Linked DNA regions of Mus musculus: all the other regions are linked to region 3. A link is a contact called in public HiChIP or PLAC-seq data. All regions are on one chromosome and are shown on one strand. Each heading gives the region's core, a stretch centred on a gene start, on an enhancer-like site or on the middle of the called end of the contact. The rest is flanking DNA. Distances are from core to core; before and after follow the strand shown.

Region 1 (4,376 bases), core at 683-3,182, 230 kb before region 3:
TGGAGCAGCTTGCTGGCTGTGGCCCCCCTGGTCCTGAGAAGTTCGCAGAGTTCAGTCAGCTGAAACTTCCCCCCTGTTCTGTATCTGCTCACTGGCCTTGCCTGAGCTTTGACCTGTGTGCTGTGCAGGGAGACAAGACCAGATAGGACATAACCAGACACAGTCGCTGGCTGCAAGGGGCCTGGAGTCTAGTTGAGAAGATAGATAGTTAGAAATGTCACTGAACCTGAGGTATTTGAAACCAGGGAATGAGGTCGACTAAGCACTGTTAGGGCTGGAAGCTCTGTGTGTGTGTGTGTGTGTGTGTGTGTGTGTGTGACATGAAGGTCACTGCAGGGGAACTGGGAAGTGTGGGAATAAAGAACTTGACTCTCTAGGATAGAGAAAGGACAGGCGGGTTGAGTTCATGCCACAGGCTGGCTATACTCTCCACGGGATACCTGGACTCTACTCAGGGCAAAGGGGAACCAGTGTGGGCTTGGGGGTGATGACTGGTGGGTACCACAACTCGTGAATGTGTAGTCTCTATCTCGCCATCCCTGGGATTATAAGCACACATTGCATACATGGTTAGTTTTCTTGTATATCAGTTTGGGGCATCAAGTCAGGTCCGCACACTTTCAAGACGCTTGATTGAGCTACTCCAACAACAACAAAAACAGCAACAACAACAACATCCAAAAGAACAAAACCAGGCTTTATAGCTTGGCTTTGAACTCACTCAGTGGCTTAAGCTGGCCTTGAAGTCAGGTGTCCTCCTGGGTGCTGAGATTACAGGCCTGGAATACTGTACCCATAGGAAGCACGGTTTCTACCACAGCCTGGCATGCATGTGTGCGCACTTGTGCGTGGTAAAAACTGCATACCCCATTACTTTCTGTTCTATCCAAATCATTTGTTTTAGAGCTGGTTGTAACCCACTAAATTGATTTTACTGCTCGCTAATAGTTTGATCCACCGTAAAACAAACAAACACCAACCAAACACACACACACACAAAACCAAATCAACAACACATACTGTTTGAGTGACAGATCCATGGTCCAGCCCACTTTTGTTGAGGGGCAGATTCATGGTCCAGCCCACTTTCGTTGAGTGGCAGATTCATGGTCCAGCCTACGTTTGAGTTTCCTTATGCTCACTTACATTTAATATGCAGCGTTTCTCCAAGTGCACTCCATGTACTGTCATCATTCTTCCACACAGATTGCTCTCCAGGGCAGCTCCGTGGGCAAGCACACGTGGGCAACGACACAACACGTGGTATCTGACCCGTCACAGCGTACTCAGCCTTGCCATCGTTCAAGGTCTGCGTTGATGGAGTTGACTGTACACATTTTAGCCACAGAGCCACTTTCCATTTGGGCGAGCCCCTGCTCCCTTCCTCGGGAGAACCCTGGTGTAGGAGAACAACTATCAGTCGGGGCCCTGCTGTTTCACTTCCTCCACCGTCCTGTCCATCCCTGCCCCTGCGAGCCCCTGCGAGTCCAGGAAGGTCCGCGTGTAATCGGGAGGGAGGGGAACTGGAACACACAGTGACCCTGTTTTCCTACTTCCCATATCAAGTCCCCGTGAGAGTCCTGCAGTCTTTTGGACCAGTAATTGAACCCAGGGCCTCTTGCATGGCAGGCTGGTTCACCGCTGAGTTACCTCCTCCGTTCCACCCCACCCTTTTTTTTTTTTTTTTTTTGTTTGAGTCAGGGTCTCACCAAGTTGCCTGAACTGGTTTTCAATTTGGACCACAGTGCTGTCAAGCTTTAAATGTACAATTCTCCTGCCTCTGCCTCCCAAGTAGCCATGTCAGCACGCCTGGCTGCACCTTACTTTCTCACTAGATGATGGATCTTAGATGTCACTTCCTGTTTGTACACAAAGCTTCCTTACTACTGCGGTCTCTGTGTGTGTCACGGATGCGTCATTACACGTGGGCAGCCATCTAGTGATGACTCGGGCCGTTTCCAGCGGTTCTGCTAGAGATGAGCCTGCAGTGAGTAACCATGTATCTGAGCGATTGAACGTGTGAGTGTGCATGCAACATAAATCCTTACAAGTGGAGCTGCTCGCTCTAAGCTCCGCACTTCCTTAGGGCTCGAAGGGCACTGTCCGGTGACCCTCCGAGGTCCAGCTGGAATCTCAAGAAGAGATCTTTCTTGTTTGATGTTTGATCCCAACCAGCTACACACATTGGCCCAGAACTCAGGAAGCATGGCGCACATTGCTGGACTGTCTTCAAACAGCTGTTTGATGTCATCAGTGGCTGCTGACAGAAATGGTTTCCTCCAGGGATGCCCCCCCCCCAAGGGACACATATGCTTGTGAGCGATGTATAAATGGGCTCAGAGCATGTTCTATGTAATGTGTGTGTGTGTGTGTGTGTGTGTACAGTCAAAAAAGAAAAGGTTATACTCTTAGATGGGCATGGGAGGAGTTGGTGTAGAGGGAGGGGGTAGGGTTGAATACGTGCAGGGTTTAATCTATGAAGCTCTTTAAAAAAAAACCTGTTAAATGCAAGCAAATCTTCAGCCCCAGCAACTGTTGGACTCGGCTAATTCATGTAGCCAAGTCAATTCCTTTCCCTCCTCTTTGTAAACTGGAGCATCCGAGCCCTGCAGCTCTGAGAAGTTGTCATTGTCTTTCTCAGAGGTGAATCAGGGCTTCTGTGGGCACTATTACTTTTATTTATTTATTTTTTTAAAGACTTTCTATGTAGTCCAAGTTGGCTTTGAACTCGTGGTCCTCCTGCCTCAGCTTCCCTACTGCTGAGATGGCAGGTATAACAGGTAGGTACCACTGCACCAACTTGGCCCCCTCCCCCAACTTGGCACTTTCTTGCAAACATAATGAAGCATTCTTTTCTCGCAAGACCAGCAATCACATCTCTTGGTGTTTTCTCAAGTGAACTGAATGTTTACGTCCACACCGGAGCTTGCCCATCCGTGTTCATAGCAGCTGTAGTCCTCATTGTACAAACCTGGAAGAAAACTAAGTGTCGGTAAATGAGCTGAAGAATAAACGGTTGTGTATTCAGAGACTGGAATAGCATTCAGCTCTGAAAGAAGCAAGCTATTTGGCCATGAGAAGACATGGGGGAACATGCGTTCATAGTGCTCAATGGAAGAAGCCAGTCTGAAAAGGCTCCGCCCAGTGAATCCAGCCCTGCGGCCTCCTGGGAAAGGCAGGGTTATGGAATCACTAGAAGAATCAGTGTGGTTGCTGGGGATTGGGGGGCAGAGGGGTACATGAGGCACAGGGGATTCCTCGGGCTGTGAAACTGTTGTGTTAGATATTCCAATGGTGGACACCTGACCACTACCAAAGCCCAAGGACTTTACAACACCAACCATGAGTCCCAATGTAGTCCCCAGACTTTGGACGGTGATGGTGTGTCCACATAGTCCCATCAACGATCAGAAATGGGCTGCTCTGGTTGGGACATTGGAAGCGGCAAGCTCTGCAGGAGCCATGTGGGAAGTCTTGGTGCCTTCTACTCTATTTATTTCATGGACCTTAGGCTGGCTGTGGTGGTGTACACCGATAATCTCGGTAGAGGTAGCAGGATTACAGCAAATTCAAGGCCAGCCTGGTCTACATGGTGAATGCCAGGTCAGCCTGGGCTACCTGACAGAATCTTGTCTCAAAAAATCAGAAGTAATTAAGGAATGTTTTTAATTAAAAATTTTAATAGGGTCTTAAATAAATGTGAGACATATATGTAACTTTTTGACAGCAAAGTTTGAGATATTACTCAAATTGTATGTAACTTGCTTCCTATAAGCGTACCTTCCGGTGGATTTTAGTACACTCAGAAGGCTGCACAGCCATTACCTGGTCCTAAACCATTCCCATCACCCCAAATGGAATCCCACGTCCATCAGCAGTCTCTCTACCCATGCGCTGTGCTTGCTCTGGTAGCCACACATCTTCCTGTTGTTCTAGATCTGCATCCATGTGCCAGACATCACACATGGATGCAGGGGTGGGGGGGGGGTGTTGGGGAACCCTGCCAGGCAGGACCTTACAGATGCTTACCCAAACCCTCAGATATTACCGAAGCCTCTCATGTAAAATGGGTTGAATCTGCATATAACCTACACATATCCCTGTCCCTGCGTCCTCTAATCATATCTATGTTAATTATAATGTCTCACACATTGTTGATGCTTATAATCTTAAACCTTTGTTCCTTTTTCTTTTTGGAAGCAGGGTCTGCTATATCGTCCAGAGTAGCCTCAAATTACCACCACTCCCTCCTCCACCTCCCAAGTGCTGGATTGCCCACCTAGCAGCACAAGTTTACACCTGGCAGAACAAGTTTATCCCCGTATTCACTTCCAGGGTTTTCTTGAGGTAGCTCCTTAGCTTAGAGCTTTGATCGG
Region 2 (4,435 bases), core at 632-3,131, 250 kb before region 3:
AAAAAAAAAATCCAAAGGCCAAACAATAAGAAAGAAGCTACCACCAAGGAAAGAGTAGAATAACCCAATGATAAGGGCCAATAGGTGAAGATGCAGTGGTTCCAAATGAATGTTTCTCAGCAGCAGACCTGAAAACTGTGTGAAGCCAGCTGGGAAGAGAAACACAGAAACCCTCACTGTAGTTGGGAGACTGTGGTTTTTGATGATCCTGTCTCAGTAACTCACTGAACAACTAGACTGGTGAATCTCCAGATGAACTGCAAATTATCACCAACCAACATGATCTATGTGCTTTCAAGGGGCCACAGAGCATTTCAATATAGATTGTGCTCTGGGACTCAGTGATAGAAAATATAGAGATTCTAGAGTTTGTTCTCCAGCAATCATGGACTCTAGCTAGAAGTCATTAGCAGAAACACAGTTTAAGCCTTCTAATACTTACCAGCTAAATAACACACACCTGAGTAATCCAGAACTGAAGAGGAAAGCTACGAAGAAAACTAAGAAGGTGTTGAGCTGAACTAAATTAAAATATAATATGTCAAAAAAAGGCTGAAGCAGCAGCAAATGGAGCGGATAGCTCACATGAACAAATCAGAAAAATCTTACGTCTGTAATTTAAGCTTACAAGTTTTCTTCTTTAAGAAGAAAGGAGAAATGAAGCCAGAAACCAGCAAAACATAAAACAAACAAACAAAAAAAATAGAGAGAAAAAAAATTAACGAAACAGAGCTGTTTCTCTGAAATGGTCAATAAAATTGACAAATCTCTAGCAAGGTTGACAAATGAAAAAGGCAGGAGACCCACATATTATCAACATCAGGAATGAAACAGAGACTATTACTCAGGCCCTGAAGACATCCACAAGATAAAGGGACCGTGTGACATTTATAGAGGAACCACAAGCCACTCAATATGAAATAATTCAAATATCCCATCAACGATTAAGCAAATTGAATTGTGAACTGAATTAATTAAAGCATGCCTAAGAAATAAAGTCTCGCTATACAATTTTACAAAAACTTATAAAGAAGACCAGGGCTGGTGAGATGGATGCCCAGGTAAGAGTGCTGGCTGCCCTCCCAGAGGACTAACATTTGAGTCCCCACACCGCGACACACAGAGGCTCGCAACCATCTGTAACTCCAGTACCAGGGGATCTGAAAAGCCACTTCTGGCCTCTGATGACACCAGATATGAGTGTAGTACATAGAAAGGCATGTAAGCAAAATACCTATATATGTAAAATTATATATATATATATATGCACATATATATGTAAAATTATATATATATATATATATATATATATACATACACATATGTATTAAAGATGAAGAAGAATTATCACCACTTCTAAACCATCTCAGAAACAAGTCTTCTCAATTTGTTTACGACGGTGGTACTGACACCCAAACTAAATTCAACACATAAAAAGCAATCTGCACACCAACACCCATCATGTGCCTGCCTGCGAGAGCCCTTTATGAAGTGTTAGTGTGTAAAATTCGGCATGGCAAAGTGAGTCATACCGCCCAACCGAGCGGTTCATCCAGAGATGCAGTGTTGATTCAATGGTTGAAAACTCGTGATACAAAAACGCTAGTAAGCGAAGGGAAAGACCACGTGATCCTGTCCACACATTCAGAAATACATTGGGCAGATGTGGTACCCACGCATGATGAGAACAAAACAAAGCTCTCGGGAGAACAAGAACCTCCTCAACTTGATAAACTGCATCTCCCAGAATCCACACCTAACGACATCACCATCACGCTAAGGCTTTTATCCTAAATTTGAGGCCAGGTTGAGACATTCTCGCTAGTGCAGTAAGGCAAGGAGGGGAGACAATGGGGATTTGTCTAGAGAAAACAAGATAAAATGAAGCCAATCTCTACACAGCGTGGTTGTTTATATAGACAATCCCAAGGAACCTTCCAGAAAGGGAAAAGAAGGCAACAATAACAAAACCCAGAGTGAACAAGAGAGCCCAGTAGTGACGCACGATGTGAAATGAAGGTACAAGACCAGGATTATAGTCTCACACCCCAGCAATGCACACAGGAGCACCGGAAGGAAACTGCAACAATTCTCCCACATCAATTCTCCCACAGCCATGTGTATTTTCTAGCAATGGGCCTAGCAAGATTTTTAAATATAACAATAAATATTTTGTTTTCTGAGATGGATATGGGAAAGTGTTCTAGCTAGCTTTCCGACTAAAAGCAACCTGGGAGGGGAGGGGTTTTACTTCACTTCACAGGTTCCTGGGCAGTGGGGGAGGGCTGCTTACTGGTTTTCTCTTGCTTGGGTTTCCATTCGGTCAGCTTTCATACACAACCCAGGACCTCCTGCTCAGGGGTGACTCGCTTACCCATTAGCAACCAAGAAAATGCCCCACGGACATGCGTGGAGGTCAGTCAGTTGGAAGCAGTCCTGTAGTTGTGGTTCCTACTTCTCCAAGATCAGCCACCACAAAAGACAAATGAATTAGGGCAGCTACAGTTTTGCTTCATGTTATTTGTTTGTCTATCTATCTATCTATCTATCTATCTATCTATCTATCTATCTATCTATCTATCTATCTAGTACGTGTGTGTGCCGTATTTGTGTGTTACACCACAGCTTCCCTGAGTTACAGTTAGGTTGTACTCTAATAATCTACATTGTAAATTGACACCCTGGTAAGTTAAAAATGTGTTTCTATATCTAATATACCTAGCATCAACAGCTTACCATACTGCCTGGAACTTACTGGGGGGTGAGCTGCAGCTCTTGCCACAGCCTGGCATGGTGAGTGTCTTACCGCTCATTGCTAGCCTGGGAAAAGATAAGGAAATGAAGGACAGATTCTTTCGAGTGTGTATCACTTTTACACAGTGATAGAGTTTAGAGCTATAAATGGGATCCTTGCTACAAACTGTCTAGATGCATGAATACACTGTGTACTGGCCCCGTAGCACCAACTCTGGTTCCCACACACAGCTCTCTGGAGCAATACAGTTTGGTTTTTTCATCTCTCCTCCTCCCTTCTCTTTCCTACCCCACCCTCCTCCTCTTCCTCCTTCTCTTCTCATCAAAAAAAAAAAAAAAAAAAAAAGAAAGAAAAAAGAAAAAAGCGGTAGCCAAGAGCCAAGGTCTGCCCAGTAGCATAATGTAGAACATGTCTGCTCCATCACCCAAGGAGATATGATCCCAGAAAAGAGGACTCGGCAACTTGTGGCAATTTGCCATATTCTCAAAGAAGCCCCCAGAAAGCTCAGGGGCTTTGCTGGGGCTTGGACCACTGAGAGACTGCGGGCCAGATTCTGAAACATTGGGAGCTTGGAGCCCTCTCCCTCCAGGTCTCAGAGTTCTGTGGCTTCCAACTGGATTTGCTATTAGTCCTCAAAAACAAAACAAACAGAAAACCACCACCACTGCTGCCACCTCCATAGCAACAACAACAACAACAACCATTTTAAAAACTGTCAAAGCATCATGAAATGAAAAAAAAAAAAATGAAAATTACCCAAACCTGATGTGGTGGCACACACCTGGATCCTAGTACCAACACACAAAATATTATCCAAGTCCCAATCAGTAAGGGTAGCATTTTTGCTTGACAGAATACAAAAACTCACCTCTTTCCCCACCTAAGGTCCTTAGTTTGTACTTTGCTCACTTTCAGGATAAAGTTAAAATATGTCCAAACAAAACCCCAAACCTCTGCCTCAGTGGGAGATGATGTGCCTAGTCCTGCAGAGACTTGATGGACCAGGGTTGGGGGGTGCTCAGGGGGTGCCTCTACCCTCTCAGAGGAGAAGGGGCTGGGCTGTGTGAGTGGGGTGACCAGGAGGAGGGGCAGCAATCTGGATGTAAAGTTAAATAAACACATGGGGAACAAGCAGGGGGAACCTTGCTTCTCTTCCAGAGGAATCGAGCTCAGTTCCCAGCACTCACAGTTGGGTGACTCAACCTCCTGGACTCCAGATACAGGGTTTCGAATTTGTCCTTTCTGGCCTCAGCAGGCACCTACACAGGCCTGGCATACACAGAGAGAGACATGCATATATAGAAATAAAAATAAAGTCTTTTAAAAAATCACTATTGTGGGGCGTGGTGGCGCACTCCTTTAATCCCAGCACCTGGGAGGCAGAGGCAGGCGAATTTCTGAGTTCAAGGCCAGCCTGGTCTACAGAGTGAGTTCCAGGACAACCAGGGCTACACAGAGAAGCCCTGCCTGGAAAAAAAAAACCACTATTGTCATAATAAGAAAGCAGTGTATTAGACCCTGCATTACAGATCCACTACTAGTCTTCTGCCTAAAAGAAAGCTTTCCTTGGCCCATAGTATGTGTACGTGCAGGAGGACTTTTTTATGAAAATGTACCATACTGTAAAGACTTGTCCATCCCCCCCCACACACACACTCAGTAACCAATCCTGAACATCCT
Region 3 (4,317 bases), core at 795-3,294:
CTGGGCAATTATGACTATGGGTGCTGCTGCGTTTTGATTGCACTTATAACTCTGCCCGCACTGCCAGATTTCTCTCTTGTTATTCTTTTGGGCGTGGGCAGGAGCCAGTCCTTGTTTACAGTCTCATTTTGGCTCCGCAGGCTTGAGGAAATGAACAGACATGCTGTGTCACACACATTCTTTTCTGGCTTGTCTACGTGCTAACCTAATGCTAACCGGGACTTTCAGTCCTCCAGGACAGCTGAACCCGTTGGATACAAGCGTACTCGGACTTCACCAAGGTCGACGTGGGATGGGACACAGCTTGGTTTTTAAAATAGGTGCTCACCTTCATTTAGTGCCAGGTGTTGTCCTAAGCACTAGGGACATAACAATGAACAAGAGAGCCACTGTGCCGGAGAAGTGTGCAATCTGGGGACATTTATTTCAGCAGCAAACACGTGAGGATGACTGTCAGCTTCTGCCCATTAAAAAAAAAGATTTTATTATATATATATATATATATATATATATATATATATATATATATATATACACACTGTAGCTATCTTCAGACACACCAGATGAGGGCATCAGATTTCATTACAGATGGTTGTGAGCCATCATGTGGTTGCTGGGATTTGAACTCATGACCTCTGGAAGAGCGGTCAGTGCTCTTAACCGCTGAGCCATCTCTCTAGCCCTCCTGCCCATTTTTAAGCAACAGAAACAACTCTTGCTCTGATGGCTATAGTATGTGTGCAGGGTAGAGAGACTATCCTCAGAAGATGAACTCCGGTGAACAACAGTAGAAGCTGTGGGAAAGGGGCCCGGATGGGTCCAAGCGGTTTACAGCTTTAAGCAGGTTTCATCGAGGAGGTGACACTTGACGGGACTGTGAGTGTCAAAGATAGGGAAGGCCAGCTTAGGTGGAGTGAGGTGACCTGTGAGCTGTGATTAAGAAGAGTCACTCCAAATGAAATGGGGACTGCTTAGTTTCTTTTCCCGTCGTTGTGATAAAACATTCTGGCGAAAGGAATTTGAGGGGTAAAGGACTTCTTCGGCTTCCAGTTTCCGTTCATCTAGTCAGGGAGCCAGGCCTTACATCGGTAGTCAAGAGGCGAGAGTAATATATTCATGCTCGTCTTCAGCTCATTTCCATTGATTTTATACAGTCTAGAATCCTCTACCTAGGGAGTGGTTCTGCCCGTCTTAAATAACACAAGACAACCCTCCAGCCAGGCCCAGGGGCTTTTTCTCCCAGGCGATTCTAGAATGGTCAAGTGGACACCTCAGGGTAGGTTCGGTCTGGCTTCTATGCAGGCGTCACACAGGTGAGGTGGAAGTGATGCACCCCAGATAGGTGACGTGATGGAAGTGGGTGGGGCTACGGATCTACTTTGAAGCCAGGACCAAGCGGATCTTGGGCAGATGGGGCATGGACCGGGGAATAAGGCAGATATTACGTCAAGATTTTTGCCCTTAAAACATGGAATAGCCACCGACTGAGATGAAAAAGCCCTACGTGAAGAATGTTTTTGTTTGTACATAGGGTTAGGAGCTAGGTTTGGACGCTTTAACGCCCGATCGTTAGCCCAAGTGAGCAGTAAGTTTTGAAGCTGTTGGGAATAATCATTTGGAAGACATCTCTAAGGTCTCAGCAAGTTATATCCTGATCCAGTCAGTGTCTCCAGGACCCTAAAATAGGTTCTTGCAGAGCTGGCCACGACTCTCTCGTCTTAGCTGACCTAAAAGCTGGAACAAACCGGAGAAGCATGCAGCTTCCTTAGCTGGCAAAACGCCTGTCCTTCCTCTTAAATGGAGAGGAAGATCAGTGACGACTGACCGGCGCCTCTCCCAATTGGTTGCACAGAACACCACACCCTCTCCAAGCAACAGCCCAAAGGTTTTGGAATTCTGACACTCGGCCACGCCCACTCCGGTGAACGGGCGGGGTTTACAGCGGGGCGGAGCCTCTGCGTGAGCACGCCACAGAGGGGAGGAGTGGCCTGCCCGGTGCGCGCGCCTGGCCGTGGGTGATCAGCTGGTCTGCGCTCCCCTGACGTGGGCTGGGGCACGTCACCGCCGAATGGCAGCCTCCAGAAAGCCGCCGCGAGTAAGGTGAGGGGACTGTGCCGGCTGACCGGCATCCGGCGCCCGGCGCGCGAGCTGCACCCCCGGGAGGGTAGGGACGAGAGGGCGAGCAGCGACGGGCCCGCGGCCGTCCGGGGATGGCCTTGGCTAGCGGGGGTTGCCCCAGCGGGAACCGGGGAACGATCTGTGCAGCCCGGCAGGACTCAGCTCGCTTCCGGCGGGGCCCCCGGGCACCTCCGGGCGGCCGGAGCCGGTCCAGGGACCAGTGTGACCGAGGAACTGCCTCGCTGGTCCCGGGAAAGCGGTGATCCTTACCACCCCCGACCCTGAGGGGAGGCCCTGCTGTTGCAGGAAGTTGGTCCCTCTTGGATCCACCCCGGGTACCCAGAAGTGATTGTGCCCCTGCCCTTTTCCTTCCTCCACGGCGGCGATCTAAAGTTACAACCCTGATCATTCTGATGACTGCATTTTACCTCTTGATTCAAACTCCCAACAGAGACAGGCAGCCGTTGTGCCCTCCCCACCCAAATGGTCTCAGGGGCTGTATCAGGAAACAGATAGGCATAGCCTTCCGGAAAATCCTCCTGGAGCCTGCTCTGGGTTCTTCTTGGACACAGGAAGTGAGAAGACACTTCCCAGACTCATGTTGAACATGCTTTAGTGTATCCCTTCTGCACCCGAACCAGGCACACTTGGTTATTTAAAGTGGGAGATGCTAAGAACATAAAACCAGAATTAAAACTCTGAGGGGATGCACAGGGGCGTACCCATCCTCTCAGACCAGTTGAGTCTTGAAAGAACACATGAGGCACCGCAGCCCGACTTGTGAAATTCCGACCATATTATGCCTGTTTCTGTGAGTGGACAGATCTCAAGCCTACCTTGACCCAGACCTGGTCTTGTCACAGCGTGTTAAGTGTGACCAAGAAGTTTATATATGCACGATGGTGGGTGGTGTGGGTAATTGTCCATGTGGTTAGACCTTCCTGGACGTCTTCTGCTGGAAATAAAGTCAGGCAATTGGATAATGATGTAATGTCAAAGGTTCGGAGGCAGCTTGAGGACCACACCACAGTCGTTGCTGGATCCTGGATCCGTAGTCACAGTATTGGGGGTGGTCAGTGAACGTCAGATGGTAGGCTGAGAGGGAGGGTGCCTTCCGGAAGTGGTAGAATTTCAGTGCCATCCAGTGTACAGATGAGGACCCCTTTCAGTTTAGAAGGTCAAACTGAACTCCTTGAAGGAGGCAAATGGAGGCTGGTGGCTGTTAGTGAAGCCAAAGATAGTCGAACCAATCCTGGCACCAGACTTGTCTTCCCCGTCTCACTTCTAGCTCCAGTTGTGTTCAGCTCTCGCTTGGGCAGACTTTTTCCTTCCCGCAGGTGGTGAGAGTTCTAGGCTGACAGTCACTAGAAACAGCCTTATGGTGCGGCTGGAGCAGAGGTCTTAGATCTCCTTCTCACTGAACTCACTTGATGGTTCATGCTATCTGAACTGGTCGTTAGGACCAGAGGGGTGTATTTACCAAGCTTGCATCCATGATGCGCATGGGTTCATGTGATAACAGCAGGTGATAGGTACTTACACCAAACCCTTGGACCGAAATGGGTATGGGGATTGTCATTGTCAGAGCAAAGTGGTGGTTGTCACGTCAAGAGCGGTGGGTTCTGGGTAGTGGAGGACATCTTTGCCTACTTCCCCACCCTAAGAACCCGTCCCATTTATCTCATTTCACTGAATACCATTTAGCACTTGGTTCTTTTTTTTTTTTTAAAGATCTACTTATTTATTATTATATCTAAGTACACTGTAGCTGTCTTCAGACACCCCAGAAGAGGCATCAGATCTCATTATGGATGATTGTGAGCCACCATGTGGTTGCCGGGATTTGAACTCAGGACCTTCGGAAGAGCCAGTCAGTGCTCTTAACCGCTGAGCCATCTCTCCAGCCCCAGCACTTGGTTCTTATGTGGCCTCAGCGTGAGCACTAGAGATATGTGATTCTTATCCCATACTGGGACTAGAGTTTGGGTGCACACAGGGAGTGCTCTGCACAACCCATTCCCACTTATGTACCTTTGGCTTCTCATGATGCGGAGAAGGTCTAGGCTTCAGAAGTTCTTGGAAGGGATAGAACACTGGGTGGGAGGTGGGGGGGGGGAGAGGAGGGCTGGACTCGCCATCTTGTACTCCCTTGTTAACTGAATCCTTGAATGGCGTTAATGGTCCCTGAGGTGTATAACT

The links. HiChIP or PLAC-seq counts read pairs in DNA pulled down with a chosen protein or histone mark.
Region 1: an H3K4me3 HiChIP or PLAC-seq map of bone marrow-derived macrophages shows a contact between it and region 3, with 5 times the contacts expected there. The contact joins the enhancer-like site here to the promoter of Xpnpep1 in region 3. A contact is called at or near these places in 5 of 39 promoter capture datasets (the C10 cell line, cranial neural crest, fetal liver and 1 more), 12 of 115 datasets of contacts at active chromatin or transcription factors (the NIH/3T3 cell line, bone marrow-derived macrophages, embryonic stem cells and 5 more) and 2 of 9 other capture datasets (liver and pancreatic islet).
Region 2: a contact with region 3 is called in an H3K27ac HiChIP or PLAC-seq map of extraembryonic endoderm stem cells. The contact joins the enhancer-like site here to the promoter of Xpnpep1 in region 3. A contact is called at or near these places in 7 of 39 promoter capture datasets (the C10 cell line, the HPC-7 cell line, cranial neural crest and 4 more), 12 of 115 datasets of contacts at active chromatin or transcription factors (the NIH/3T3 cell line, bone marrow-derived macrophages, embryonic stem cells and 5 more) and 3 of 9 other capture datasets (adipose tissue, liver and pancreatic islet).

Annotation. Positions count from the first base shown.
Region 1 is chr19:53,271,122-53,275,497 of GRCm38.p6, reverse strand. No RefSeq gene overlaps it. Among named protein-coding and RNA genes, the nearest start is that of 1700001K23Rik, 18 kb to the right of the region's middle. Within about 2 kb of position 1,932, at least 51 of the 459 cell types and tissues checked have an H3K27ac peak or open chromatin away from gene starts, as enhancers often do. A contact at or near this core is called in the NIH/3T3 cell line, bone marrow-derived macrophages and microglia, where this site is marked.
Region 2 is chr19:53,290,362-53,294,796 of GRCm38.p6, reverse strand. No RefSeq gene overlaps it. Among named protein-coding and RNA genes, the nearest start is that of Mxi1, 18 kb to the left of the region's middle. Within about 2 kb of position 1,881, at least 5 of the 459 cell types and tissues checked have an H3K27ac peak or open chromatin away from gene starts, as enhancers often do. A contact at or near this core is called in extraembryonic endoderm stem cells, where this site is marked.
Region 3 is chr19:53,036,297-53,040,613 of GRCm38.p6, reverse strand. It overlaps Xpnpep1 (X-prolyl aminopeptidase (aminopeptidase P) 1, soluble), which reads left to right and starts at 2,044. Exons shown (of 20, transcript NM_001374834.1): 1 at 2,044-2,100.